Linked DNA regions of Mus musculus: all the other regions are linked to region 2. The links are chromatin contacts, called in public HiChIP or PLAC-seq maps. All regions are on one chromosome and are shown on one strand. Each heading gives the region's core, a stretch centred on a gene start, on an enhancer-like site or on the middle of the called end of the contact. The rest is flanking DNA. Distances are from core to core; before and after follow the strand shown.

The links. HiChIP or PLAC-seq counts read pairs in DNA pulled down with a chosen protein or histone mark.
Region 1: a contact with region 2 is called in an HNF4G HiChIP or PLAC-seq map of pancreatic cancer cells. The contact joins two enhancer-like sites. A contact is called at or near these places in 4 of 39 promoter capture datasets (the HPC-7 cell line, hippocampal neurons and liver), 2 of 15 datasets of contacts at CTCF or cohesin (CD8 T cells and large pre-B cells), 10 of 484 Hi-C or Micro-C datasets (the 63-12 cell line, CD8 T cells, the CH12 cell line and 6 more), 8 of 115 datasets of contacts at active chromatin or transcription factors (CD8 T cells, differentiating embryonic stem cells, embryonic fibroblasts and 4 more) and 3 of 9 other capture datasets (adipose tissue, embryonic stem cells and liver).
Region 3: an HNF4G HiChIP or PLAC-seq map of pancreatic cancer cells shows a contact between it and region 2. The contact joins two enhancer-like sites. A contact is called at or near these places in 1 of 15 datasets of contacts at CTCF or cohesin (large pre-B cells), 1 of 484 Hi-C or Micro-C datasets (bone marrow-derived macrophages), 15 of 115 datasets of contacts at active chromatin or transcription factors (the 230-238 cell line, CD8 T cells, the HPC-7 cell line and 8 more) and 4 of 9 other capture datasets (adipose tissue, embryonic stem cells, liver and 1 more).

Annotation. Positions count from the first base shown.
Region 1 is chr9:78,021,308-78,025,669 of GRCm38.p6, reverse strand. No RefSeq gene overlaps it. Among named protein-coding and RNA genes, the nearest start is that of Gm23609, 9.4 kb to the right of the region's middle. Within about 2 kb of position 2,904, at least 175 of the 459 cell types and tissues checked have an H3K27ac peak or open chromatin away from gene starts, as enhancers often do. A contact at or near this core is called in adipose tissue, bone marrow-derived macrophages, hepatocytes and 3 more, where this site is marked.
Region 2 is chr9:77,934,290-77,938,427 of GRCm38.p6, reverse strand. All of the region lies in intron 1 of Elovl5 (ELOVL family member 5, elongation of long chain fatty acids (yeast)), which reads right to left. Among named protein-coding and RNA genes, the nearest start is that of Elovl5, 19 kb to the right of the region's middle. Within about 2 kb of position 2,392, at least 55 of the 459 cell types and tissues checked have an H3K27ac peak or open chromatin away from gene starts, as enhancers often do. A contact at or near this core is called in the HPC-7 cell line, adipose tissue, bone marrow-derived macrophages and 4 more, where this site is marked.
Region 3 is chr9:77,822,767-77,827,265 of GRCm38.p6, reverse strand. The region is part of intron 1 of Gm34654 (a long non-coding RNA gene); the gene reads left to right. Among named protein-coding and RNA genes, the nearest start is that of Gm34654, 27 kb to the left of the region's middle. Within about 2 kb of position 1,450, at least 162 of the 459 cell types and tissues checked have an H3K27ac peak or open chromatin away from gene starts, as enhancers often do. A contact at or near this core is called in the HPC-7 cell line, adipose tissue, bone marrow-derived macrophages and 1 more, where this site is marked.

The DNA.
Region 1 (4,362 bases), core at 1,655-4,154, 87 kb before region 2:
ACCGTTCAGAATGTCGCCTCCAATGAGGTTTGAGAGTAAGGATTCCCTCTGTGAGCCAAGTTGAATGGTGGATGTAAGGGGTACCGTTTAGATTCAGGAATAAGGGAATTGGTAGAAACTCAAGATTACCTCATTTGGGCCCTAAGTAAGCACAATGTTAGTTGCTGTCCTTAATCTCTTTTGGAAAATTTGTATTGACTCTGTGAGCAATTTGGGCTTCATCAGTGGAACCTGAAGCTTACTGCCTTTCGCAGAAAAACAAGCAAACAAGCAAACAAACAAACGAAACTAAGAAACAACTAAAACAAAACAACTCACCACTACCACCAACAAAAACCAGATCAGATTAGCGGCTCTTCCCTCATCCAGGCCACTGTAATTCCCATCTGTCCTGCCTTAGTACTTCAGAACTACCACCAACCTTGACGTACACACACACACGTGCACACACACACACCTTTTCATCTTCTCTTCTAATTTCTCTTCTTTAGCTAAGTTATGGCCTCTGTATGACTTCATTAAAGAGCAAATGGACTAGAGAGCTGAGACTTATTGTACTAAAGTAACAGTGGTCCAGACTGCATCTTCAGCCACCCTGATGCAGTCCAGGAGACTAACAGTTGCCTGCTGTACACCGGACCCTCCAGCAGACGGCAGTATTAAACCAGGATTAAAAGATGATGATAAGGTATGCCTGAGGGGCAGAGCCCTCACCTGCCACTGACTAGGTCAGAAGGCTCCTCCTCACCCACATAAAAAGAAACAAAGAGATGAAACTAAATGCCGTTTTACTTGTGGCAAATAGTTTTCCATTCTCTGAGGTCATATAAGTTCCTTTTCCAGGGGAGAAGAGAATGGTGAGTTTCACATGCTTTCTCTCATATGCTGAATCTAGATTTATACACACATACACACGCAAGCACATACACACACACATGCACAAACACACGACATGTTCACTCTCACACATACTTCCACACACATGACACATTCATTCATGTAAACATTCACACTTTCCCTTACACAAACACACATACAAAATGGACACACACACACACACACACACACACACACACGGCAATTTTGGAGAAAGAAGGAAGCTGAAGGGGTGCAGATAGTAAGTCAACTAAGAGCAAAGTAAGGACATATGTGCATAATGATGTCATGGTGTGCATAATGATGTCATCAGGAAACCCATACATTTTTGCTTTGCTTTTTTAAAAAAGATGTCCCTAAAGCCAGGCACAGTGTCACATGACTGTAATCTCAGCACTGGGGAGGCAGAAGAATTGTGGTTTCGATGCCAGCCTGGACTACATAGCAAAACTCTATCTAAAAACCAAAAACCAAAAACAAACCCTCACTAATACAAGAGAAATGAGATGGATTTTTGTTTTGGTTTTTGGTTTTTGGTTTTTTGAGACAGGGTTTCTCTGTATAGCCCTGGCTGTCCTGGAACTCACTCTGTAGACCAGGCTGGCCTTGAACTCAGATATCCGCCTGCCTCTGCCTCCCAAGTGCTGGGATTAAAGACGTGTGCCACCACGCCCGGCTGAGATGGATTTTTAATATCATAAGCTCAAGTCAAGCTTTCTGAGTAGTGTAATCGCTAACACAATGCTTTTGCCTGCAGGCCTTGTCACCATGTTTGAAACTCCTGCCTCCTGAGAGTGCAGAGGAGGGAGTGAGTGAGTGGGCTGAAGGACAAGGAAGAAAAAGGAGGCAGGGGTCTGGGTAACACAGCTTGTGCACCCACAGAAGCTGCGGGAGCAGAGGTGAGGGGGCCGGAGGCTGAGGCACAGGTCCGAGTCTTAAATTAGTTAGTGAGTTGCGTCACTGGCTCTGAACCTGACCACCATCTTATCATAGAAAGCACCCCAAGAGGCCACCTTGCTCACAACCAAAACAGTCCCCGTTAGCCTCTACCCCAGACCTATGGTGGCCTTACCGCTTCTGATCTCCCTTGTAGTCAAATAAATTATCTCATTTGCTGTCTTTTCTGAAGAATTTTCAAAAAAAAAAAAAACCCACTAACAATGCATTCATTAGTTGTCTGAACCACATTTCAATTATCTCCCAATCATGTGCAGCTAATGTCTATGGCCTTGGTAAATGGAAACATGTTAACACAGAGAACTTGTGAATGAAAAACAGCCTGTCGCGGTGGGAAACATGGTGAGATGGCTTGCTGACAGCGGTGCTTGCTACCAAGGCTGCCACTCTGAGTTTGATTCCCCGAGTCCTACACGTGGAAGGAAGGAGTCAACTAGTGCAAATTGTCTTTTGACCTTTATATGTATACCTACACATGAATAAAAGTTTTTAATGTTAATGGGATTTTTAAAAAAATGTTTTGATAACAGTGAGTGGTGCTCTGGATGGTCTAAACACCCGTGACAGTCCTCAAGGGGTAAGGTGGACATCGGCTCCTAACGTGCACATACGTTCCAGGGTGTGTAACCGCAACCTAGAATGAGGAGGGGAAGTTGAAAAGAACAGAAAACCCTTACTGAGCAGGTAATCTGGACGTGATTTATCGTGGGAGGGAACAACATTGGCGAGTGATGGTTTGGGCAATTAGGAGAAGCTGTAATAGAAAGATTAGCTAAGGGCTGGAGAGATGGCTCAGTGGGTAAGAGTACCCGATTGGTCTTCCGAAGGTCCAGAGTTCAAATCCCAGCAACCACATGGTGGCTCACAACCATCCGTAACAAGATCTGACTCCCTCTTCTGGTGTGTCTGAAGACAGCTACAGTGTATTTACATATAATAATAAATAAATCTTAAAAAAAAAAGAAAGATTACCTAAGGTCCAAGTTAATAAGTCAACTATCCTTTGAATGTCATAGCCATGGCTGGCTGGCGTAAACTCCTGAAAGGGTCACTTTCATTTCCAGATGCCCTGACCTGGACCATCTCTGATCTGGCACACTGGGGACTCATCAGGATATCCAGTGATGTGGTGGGGGTAGAGGGGGCAAGGAGCTGTCAGAAGTTTTCAGAACAGCCCTAGGGCAGAAAAGCTAATCACACCAGGTCGAACATAAAGTTGTAAAGAGAAATAAAAGCATTCTTGATCCTACAGACTGGACTTTGTCTCCCACCCCACCCCATTAGCCAAATGTAAACCTTATTACATCAGAGCGGTCCTCAACCTTATCTGTGGTTTCAGTTCCCTGCTTAAATATGCTCTGAAATTGTTCAGTGGAAAGTTCTGAGCATAACCGATGCCTGTGCTGGAAACTACATTTTATTCTGAGCAGTATGATGAAATCTGTGTCCTGCCCTGCCCTGCATGGGGTATGAATCACTCCTGCTTCCTGTACACCCGGCTGTGTACACTCTGTGCCCATCAGTCAGCTGGCAGCACCGCCACAGCATCACGGTGCCTCTGTCTGGGTCTGGTGTCCACCTCAGCTTCAAGCATCCACTGAGGCCTTAGAGCCTACCCCTGGAGGAGAGTGGTCGGCAGACAGGAGCCCCAGACCTTTAGACAGCAAAATAACTTAGAGTCAGCCTGCAAGTCGATTCAGTGAGCTGTCACAGGTCCTCCGGACACTGTAACAGATGATATCTCTGGATCTTAATGGGCCAGCCAGGAGGGTCGAGGAGGCAGAAGCACAAAGCCAAAGAGTTTGAGAGACAGAAAGAGGCCACTGCAGCTGGAACATGGGAGATTGGCTCTTAATTTTCCCTTCATGCTTGAGTCTCAGCCAAATATCAGCGGGAGAAGACTCCCCCACCACAGAAGCCAAGCACCCCCACCTCCAGCAAGCCACTTTCCTTCACGGTCTGTCTTCACAGCTCACAATACCTAAGGAGGTTCTAGTGTGTGTGTTCATGGAAAGCGCATCCATCCGCCACCGATGGTCTAGGCCAGGAAGGTAGAGTCCAGAGCTTGCTAAAGGTTTGGATGTTACCTAAGATCCATGGAGGCTGCTGACAGGGAAGTGACTGGTTATTCTCGTTAGGATAGAATACAAGAAACTCTGGAGTTTATGGGCCAAGAGGCTTATTTAACACATAGTTCGGGAGGGTGGAAATCCCAGGCTGGTCAGCCACACGTGGCAAGAGCCTCATGTTCTGTTTTAATAGGTGGAAAAACAAGACCCGTGATATAGAGGACAAAGAACGAGGGTCAGCCTGACCTTACAACAACCTGCTGTCATGGTAACTGACTGGCCCAACAGAGGCATTCATTCCCGCATGGGGAGTGGGATGCCAGAGGAGGCTTTTCTTCCTTCGGACTGTTTGCCTGAGCTGTGGGGTGGTCGGGTTGGGGTGTGGAGAGCAGGAGAGAAGGCAGAGCCTGCAGCTGGGAGCAATTGCACTGAGGCGGAACGAAATTCCCTGTATAAGGAA
Region 2 (4,138 bases), core at 1,143-3,642:
TGCACTCTCCCCCTTCTGAGAATCCATCCCTTCATATCCCATTTCCCATGTTACCTTTACTGCCTCTCTCCAAAGACTGGGTCGATCCTACACAACCTGAAAACAATCGGCCCCTAGACTGTTTGTCCACAAGGCTCACTTTCAATGTCCATCACCAGACTTGCTTTTCATTCCTGTCTCTCCAGTTTCCTTCTCAGTGACGAAGCACACTAGACAGTAAAGTATACCTGCACTGACAGGCGCGTGGGCAGGGTAAGCCTTCAGGAAACCGAGGAGGTCAGGAACGAGGCAGGGATGCAGCACAAGGAAGAGCTGTCGTTAGGGACAACCAGCCAACTGAAGGAAACACTTCACGAGGGACTGTCCCGAACTCAGTCACTCAACAGTGAAAGCAAGATTTCTCAATGTTAAAAGGTGGCAACATTCACTTCAGCACACACAACCCTGGGATGAAACAGACCGGCGAGGCCCCTGTGCAAGGACAACACGCATTTGTGAAACAGCCCTTATTTTTATTAATCCTTTTTTTCAAAAAGTGGGCAAGCAATCCAACCAGATATTTCTCAAAAGGAAGTGGCAAAGAAGTACATGAAAAATACTTGGTGTCACCAAGGAGACCGAGAAATCACCACCTGCCAATGATAATGCTATGATAAAAAAAAGATGAAAGCAAACACTGGTGGGACAGGAAAACAAATGCCAAAAACATCCCAGCTATGAGTGTAGATAACGCTGTCGCTGACAGGAAACTGCAAGGAAAGGGTTCCTCAAAAATCCACACTCAGAAGCCAGCAGGTCCCGTCCTAAGTGCATCTCCAAGGGTGTCGAGATAGTGATGCCAAAGACCTAGGACTCAGCTGGTCATTTACGCTCTATGTGTAGATGGCTTAGGCTGCACCCTCAGCAACACAGGCATGCGCACAAGCAAGAGCCAAGATGGAGAAGCAAGTGAAATGGGGCACATAAACAAGTCAGGCACATATAAACAAGTCAGGACACATACTCAAGTCAGGCACGGCAAGAAGACAGGTACTTAGTGTTTTCACTCGTGGGAGTTTAAATGTTGATTTCATAGAAAAAGAAAGGTAGAAAGATAGAGGGTGGGGCGGGGGTGAACTCCTAAGGATACCCTATTGACATGAGCATGAACCACAGGCCTCAGGGATGACGGCAGCCTGTGACTACTCTCCTCCAGCGACCTGCTAAGTTTCAGGACTTCCGACAGTCTCCATCAGAATGCTTGTCCCATCTGATCCCAGACTCTGTGTGTGTGTGTACGTGTGTGTGTGTGTGTGTGTGTGTGTGTGTGTGTGTGTGCGTGCGCACACGTGCGCTCATCAGGTCAACCCAAGCCCTCCAGGTAGCAGCAAGGGGATGGAGAGGGGACAGAAACAGATCAGAAACTAGGTATGAAAGCACTGGTGGGGTGAACAGCTTCCAGGGTTCTGTAGCATAGCAGAATGCCTGTGATTTACAATAGTTTATCCACATTTTAAAGTAACTAGAAGAGTCTGAAGGATCTCAATGCTATTTGATCATAATATATATGTATGCATGTATCAAATGTCTATAGTATACTCTCTAAATATGTATAATAATTGTTAATTAAAACTTTAGAAAAGAAATAATCAAATACTCTTTAGCTGCTAAAATTCATTTAAAAAGAAAAAAACCAGCACAACAAAACAGGCTTGGCGGGTATTGGGGGGCAGGGGGGGGAGGATGCCTAAGGACCGGAGTGTTAAATAATAGCACTTTCCTTGCTATTGAAACATTCCCTCCTACAAGAAAGCTTAAGACAGAAAATAACTCAAAACCATCTGCAGGAAGTCCCTGAAACTGACAGGATTCATTAAATCCTTCTCTGTCCACGAAGCAATTGGACTTTAAGACAAGCCCAATCACTTTGAATAGGCAGAGATAAGTGAGCTGCCTGAAAGGGCTCAGATCAGCCCAGCCACCTAGAAAGGACACTCTACTGGTTAAGCTACAGGCTGCGCAGTGTGCTCCAGTTTGTTAGCTGTACTGCCCCTATCACAGTAAAACTTACTGGTTCACCAAGTTGGACTTTAGAAGTAACTGTACTTTGGTCTGTCCTGGTCTCCCTAACTAGGCTGAGTAGTAGATTTTGTGGGGTTGGGGGGGGGGGGGAGAGGAGAGATGGAGGGAGGGAAGAAAGGAAGGAGGAAGAGAAGGAGGAGGAGGAAAGACATCTTCCCCAGGAAAAGTCTGTTACACAACAAAGGCAGGCAGGTCTCTGTGTCAAAAGTAAAAAAAAATCATTCAAAGTAAAAATAACAATGCATTCAGTTCCTCAATTACATGAGTCACTTTCAGGTCTTGGGGAGAACACGTACGTAGCTGGTAAACACTAGACTAGTCGGCGCAAAGAGAACCAACAGAGCCTCTCAGTAGCTCACTGCCCTGGAGCAGACTCAGCGCAGAACCAGGCAGACTGGCAAGACTTGTCTTCCAGAGAGTTAAGGGTTAAATGGTTACAGAAAGCAAGATCAAGGGGATACCAGCAGCAGTTTAGTATTAAAACGAAGGCACTCTCCTTCGTCAACAGTAAATAAGCCTGAATAAAAATGAGATTATGTAATTTAAGCGAGTTTTAGCCAACTTTAAGGTCCAAGGACCACAAAGCAAAGATATTCCATGAGAAGGGATAAATTCAAAAATAAAAATGAGTACTTAAAAATAACTTTACTGCTACAATGACATTAATCTTTCTCTGGTTTCTCTCTCTCTCTCTCTCTCTCTCTCTCTCTTTCTTTCTTTCTTTCTCTGTTTTTTAAACAGGGTTTCTCTAACCCTAGTTGGCCTCAGACTGACAGAGATCCACCCCAAGACACACACAAAGGTGTGAAGAAAGTAGCAGTAACTATTGTAGAAATTAGCATCATTAAAAAAAAAAAATTAGTGTCCAAACCTGATAGAAATAAACAAGAGATAAAATTAGAGACCCATGTAAATATAATAGATGTTAAAAATAGAAATGATCAAATTGTTTGAAGACAATGCAATACGGAATAAAGGTGCACGTATACAAAAAAAAAAAAAAAAAGCAATACAGAGGAGCTTTGGTACAGGGGTCCTCAGCATGCAGTCATCACCCCAGCTCTGGGCCCTTTCCAGCAAGGAAAAACTGTTTTCATGATACTTTCCCATCTCCCTCTCATCAGAGACTACACATGCAAGATCGAAGTCTACTGACTGCAGCAAACTGAGAGGGTCCAGGCGTCCTTCACTGAGGTAGGCGTGTAAGACTCTGGCAAAAAAACAAGCGTTCTGTGTGCATTAGTTTTCTGCTGTTTTATAAAGCACATTTTCCGTGAAAGACATTATTCATGGTGTCAGATGAGAAAAATATCTAAAAATCCAATTTTAACGTCATTTAAAATTAACTCCTGGCAGGTTAAACATAACAGATATAATCTGCATAAGCTAAAGGTGAGGCGCAATTTTTAAAAGAAAATGTAAATGAAACAAAATGCCTGACAATCGTCGTATTAGGAGCTATGCTGATATCCCTTCCCCCAAGGTTTTATTTCCAAATGATATTGAAAATTTAGTTTTTAAACTTAAATATCCATCACCACCACCCCTCCCCCCAAAAGAGGAAAATCAAAAAGAGAACAAGGTTGTTTGGGATTTGTTGTTGTTTTGGTTTTTTAATGTGCATTGGTGTTTTGTCTGCATATATGTCTGTCTGTGTGAGGATGCCAGATCCCCTGGAACTATAATTTTCGTCTGTTGTGAGCTGCCATGTGGGTGCTGGGAATTGAACCCAGGTCCTCTGAAAGAACAGCCAGTGCTTTTAACAGTTGAGCCATCCATCTCTCCAGCCTCCAGATCAGGGTTCTCTTAGGCTGCCCTTGACGTGGTTGTGAGCTGCCTGACATAGGTACTGGGAACTAACTCTAGTACCCTGCAGGAACAGCGTGTGATCATAACTGCTCAGCCATCTTTTAAGCCCCAAGAATAATTTCTTTAACACCTGTATTCAGTAGTTAAAAGTACACATTAAAAACTGAACACTCAAATACTTTTAAATTTACTGAACTGATCATTTTGAAAGTAAAGCTAGCAATAATAGAAGTTAAATATGTTATAATTAAAGGTACTTGTGAGAGAG
Region 3 (4,499 bases), core at 201-2,700, 110 kb after region 2:
GGAACCCTCATGGTGGAAGGAAGGAGAGAACTGAACTGATGTCCATAAGCTGGCTCTGACACCCACATGTGGGTGAGGACACACACACACACACACACACACACACACACACACACACACACGAACACACACACAGTAAAATAACAACAATAGTAACAACAACAACAGCCAAATCGATGACACATCTCTGCAGTTCCAGCACTCCAGACGGGTGGCAGGAACACTAGCTTGGACAACATACAACAGCACAAACAGACCTTGCTTAGAGAAGATGGGAGGTGAGAACCAAATTCCACAAGTTGTTTTCTGATTCCACACATGCTTTTGTCACACACAAACACACACTGCCACCACCATCACCACCACCCATCAAAATAATCCAGTTTATCAGTGTTTTTCTTATACCATACTTGTGATGCTGTGTTTAATAAAGTTCATTATAAAACCTAATGTTACCTTGAGTTCTCCAGACGTATTTAGAGAAATACATTATAGGTTTGACTTACAGTACCACAAAAATAGTCATTTAGGTAAAAATCGATTTATTTAGATTTAGCGGCTGCATTACCCTTCCGAAATCTCATGGTTTCCTGTTGTAAGTCTGTCACCTGCTTGCTTGGACTTTCTCCATTCCCCTCACTGCTCCTGGCTCCTGCTCTCCTGAGTCTGAGCCTGCTTCAGATCATTTATTATTTTGCCTGAATTTGTATTCTTGATATTTCCTACGCCCATCTAAAAATATTGGCCATAGGGATTCTATGCTACCCAGTCACCCGGCCACTCTGAGGTCTCATAAACAGGGCAGCTGTTTCCCCAGCCCTGCCCCTCCCCCAGAGCACCCCAGGGCTCACACAGCTATGAATGTGTGTCAACAAGCCTGCCCCTAAAAAGACCGAGAGGAGATGGTGCTTTGGTTTCCACCGAATGCCAGTGTCTCCTTACAAAGGATGTGCTGGTAAGAGGTCACAACTGAGGGGGACAGGCCACAGCTTAGGGATGTGTGCTCAGACTCCCACTAACTTCCTATGACTCGGTTTCTCACTGATCGGGTTTTTGGTTTGTTTGGGTTTGTTTGTTTGTTTGTTTGTTTGTTTTTTATGTGTTTGTGATTTGAAACAAAAGCAAGCGGCTTAGTCAGAGGAAGAATGTCAATTTTTTTTTTACTCTGTCTAAAGCAAAGAATACATGTGTTAAACTGAACTTCCTCTCCCCTAGAGAAACATATTCAAAACAAAATGTTCCAGTGTTATTAGTAGTGAGATCTAACAGCGTAGTGTTTCTGTGACAACCATAATTTCAACTTGGTGGGAAGCAACTCATGCCTTTCAAATCATTTCATGTAAATCATGAATCAGGAAAGTATTTTGTATTCTGACCTGGAAGTTATCCCCCTAGAGACTTCCTTCTTCTCTTACCTCAGCCTTGCATGCAAATACCACTTTGCTAATAGACTGCCCTAGCACTGTTAGGCTCCGCCTTCGGTGGAACTTGGCCACTGTCACTTCAATCTATTAGTAAGACAGATGGTTTTGATTGTTTCCAACAATGTGAAACTTTCAGTAAAAGCGTGTGGTTGGTTTTCAGATATACATTTTAGAGTTATTGTGGGTGGTAGACCGTTAGACCATCTAGTAAATGTTGAAAGGACTCCAGCAGTCTGTACAGAGGGAAGATCCAACAGCCAGTTCTCAGAGGAGCAGGATCCTCTAACTGCACTTTCCAGCTGTGAGGCTGTGCACAGCTGGGGGTGGGGGTGGGGCCCGCCTTGAGGGCCTGAGACTCCCGCACCGGCTCTCTCCTGATGAGTAATGATTCTACCCTCTCCTAACCACACTTCCAGTTAGTCTCCTTGCTGGACAGGAAGTCCAGCTCTGGTAACAGCCATTAAAAGTCTCTTAATGCTTTGCCAGGTTTTTGTTGTTATTGTTGTTGTTTGTTTTGTTTTACAGACAGGCTCTTTGCATTTACAGGATGGTTTCTGGTTTTGTGTTTTTGTGGGATTTCTGTGTGTGCAAATGTGTGTGCCTCTATGACTACACGCATTTCTTGAGTTTTTCCTTTGCCTTTTTTTCTTCCTCTGTTTGTTCTATCTCATTCTAGTTTGTTCATTTTTGTTTTATTTAATTTAATTTTATTATGATTATTATAACATTTTTAGATGTCTGTTTGTAGTTTAACAAGACAGAGAAAGAAAGGGTGTGGATTTGTGTTAGAATATATTGTATTTTAAAAATCTATTTTAAATTAAAATTTTTTATTTTTATTTTATTTTTTAATTAAAGTGTTTAATTAAATTAAAATTTTCAAAAAGTGCCCATAGGTTAAAAATACTTCCAGATTTTTTGATCTCTCTCTCTCTGAAGCATAAGAAAGCTGAGAAAAACGTGCTGTCTGTTTAAGTAGGGCTTACTGGCTAGCTCAGACTGCTGTGCCCACTGGCTTCATTGACTTACATGGCCTCAAGTGCAATTAAGAAGGGGAATCCCACATATAGTAAGAATCACTAATAGTTCAGGTTATAATAGGATATTCTTATTTGCTATAGGAAGACGAAGAATTAAGAGACTAGAAACAGTTCAATTTTGAAAAGAAATGTGTGTGCTATTATACAAAATTATTATTATTTCTACTTGATGACGTTCTCAGGCAGGAAAATATGGGAAAAGGCCAGCAAGTGTAGAAATATCATTTGCATGAGATTTCAGTTCAGATTTTTGTATGTCCACACAGCTCTTCTTTTTGTACACACACCTTTGTGCACAGGTTTTCTGGTCCATGAGGGAAGCTCGTTCTGACCTGATCTGAGTGCAGCTTTAGATTCTGAGGTGACATGGGATGTGCCATGAATTTTCCAATTCTTGAAGCTTTCTTCCATGGTCTCCAGAGCCATGATTAGACCTCCTTGCTTAGCACACACACATCATCCAACACGGTGACTATTCAGTGGGACATAGTACTCATGAATTAGGATCCGAAGGTCTCTTGAGGCCTTCCTTTAGAAACCAGTCTATTATATATAAAATTACATAGCAGTTACAAATGGCAACAACAGGGTTAACAATCACAACTACCTCACTCCCCAGACCTCTGGATTAGGGTGGTCTGGGGTCAAGTTTAACCTGGCCTTGCTAAAGAGTGGCTCACTCAAAATGGAGCAGACCTCAGCAAGGTGAGACAACTCAACTGCTTGGCACTTAGCATTTAGCATATCGGACATGATGAAGAGAGTCTGCAATGTTCTCCTTCAGTGGGGGTCCCTGTGTAGTAAAGTGGACACACAAGGAGAGAGGATGCAAACAGAGAACGTGGCCATGCTATGTGCTTGCTCAACCTCAGGTTTTGAGACAGACATTGAAAATCGCCAGACTAGGAAGTTTTTAGTTCAGTTACAGCTGTCAATTTTTATATTCTGTATTCCCTTTTACCATGAGTTAAGACTTGGCCTGCTTTCAGGCTGGGAGGGCAGTCTGTAATCTATGAATGAATGGCAATTTGGAATGAGAAGCAAAGTAAACTATTAGCCATAAGTACTGATATGTTGAGAAGCCCTCAGATAACGCTGGCTGGTGGCTAAGCCAGAAGCTGTCTATGGGCTTCAGTTGAACATTTTAGATTCTCCGGGCAAATGGTCTTACCTAATGGGAAATGGTGTTGAAGCAGGCTGCTCTGTCTTTGAAGACTAATAAACAGGTAGAACATTTTTTGTGGAGCTGCACAAAGCGACTTGAACTTGTACTATGACGCTTAACCTTGTACACACAGATATGCACACAGGGTCTTGGGATCTTTCTCATTCTGTTCTCTGCACCGTTTCATTAACCATAAGTGCTACTTGCAGATCATTGAAGCACTTGACTAATGAGTTATAATTCGCAATTTGGAACTTAGAAATGGGGAGACAGTTGAGGAAAACTGGGGCTGGGTTGTAGCTCGGTGGCAAAGAACTTGCCTCCTACTATATGCAAGGCTCCAGGTTTAGTCCCCAGTGCATGTGTATACACACACATGCACAGGCACTACTGTATTGGCGGAGGGCAGCTCATCCTTAGATTGGCTGTAGCTATGGTTTCTCAGTCTGAAGAACCAGGCAATTCTACTCTTTGGTTACCTTTGTAGTATGTGTGGTCAAGTCATCTTGGTTTATCCAATGTGTGTGAGATCTGCCTAGGAATAGTGTCAGAGCTACTTAGTTATACGACTTATGCAGGTAGAAAGTTTCTATAATGATTTTCAAGTTGGTGTATGAAGCAAACATATTACTTTTCATAGAAGTCAATCCATAGAGATAAGGATCTGTCAAGGGTTAGGTAAATTCTGATTGTGCTCTGATGGGCAATAGGGTTAGCAACCCAGTAGGGAACTACAATGTAATTCAGAACCAATACAGAGGCCATGTGATTTGGACCATCAGACAGGGCCTTAGAGTGCTGGACCCCAGACGCCTGGAGAATGTGATATGGGCCCAATCAGCAGCACCAACATCACCAAGGAGCTCCAGA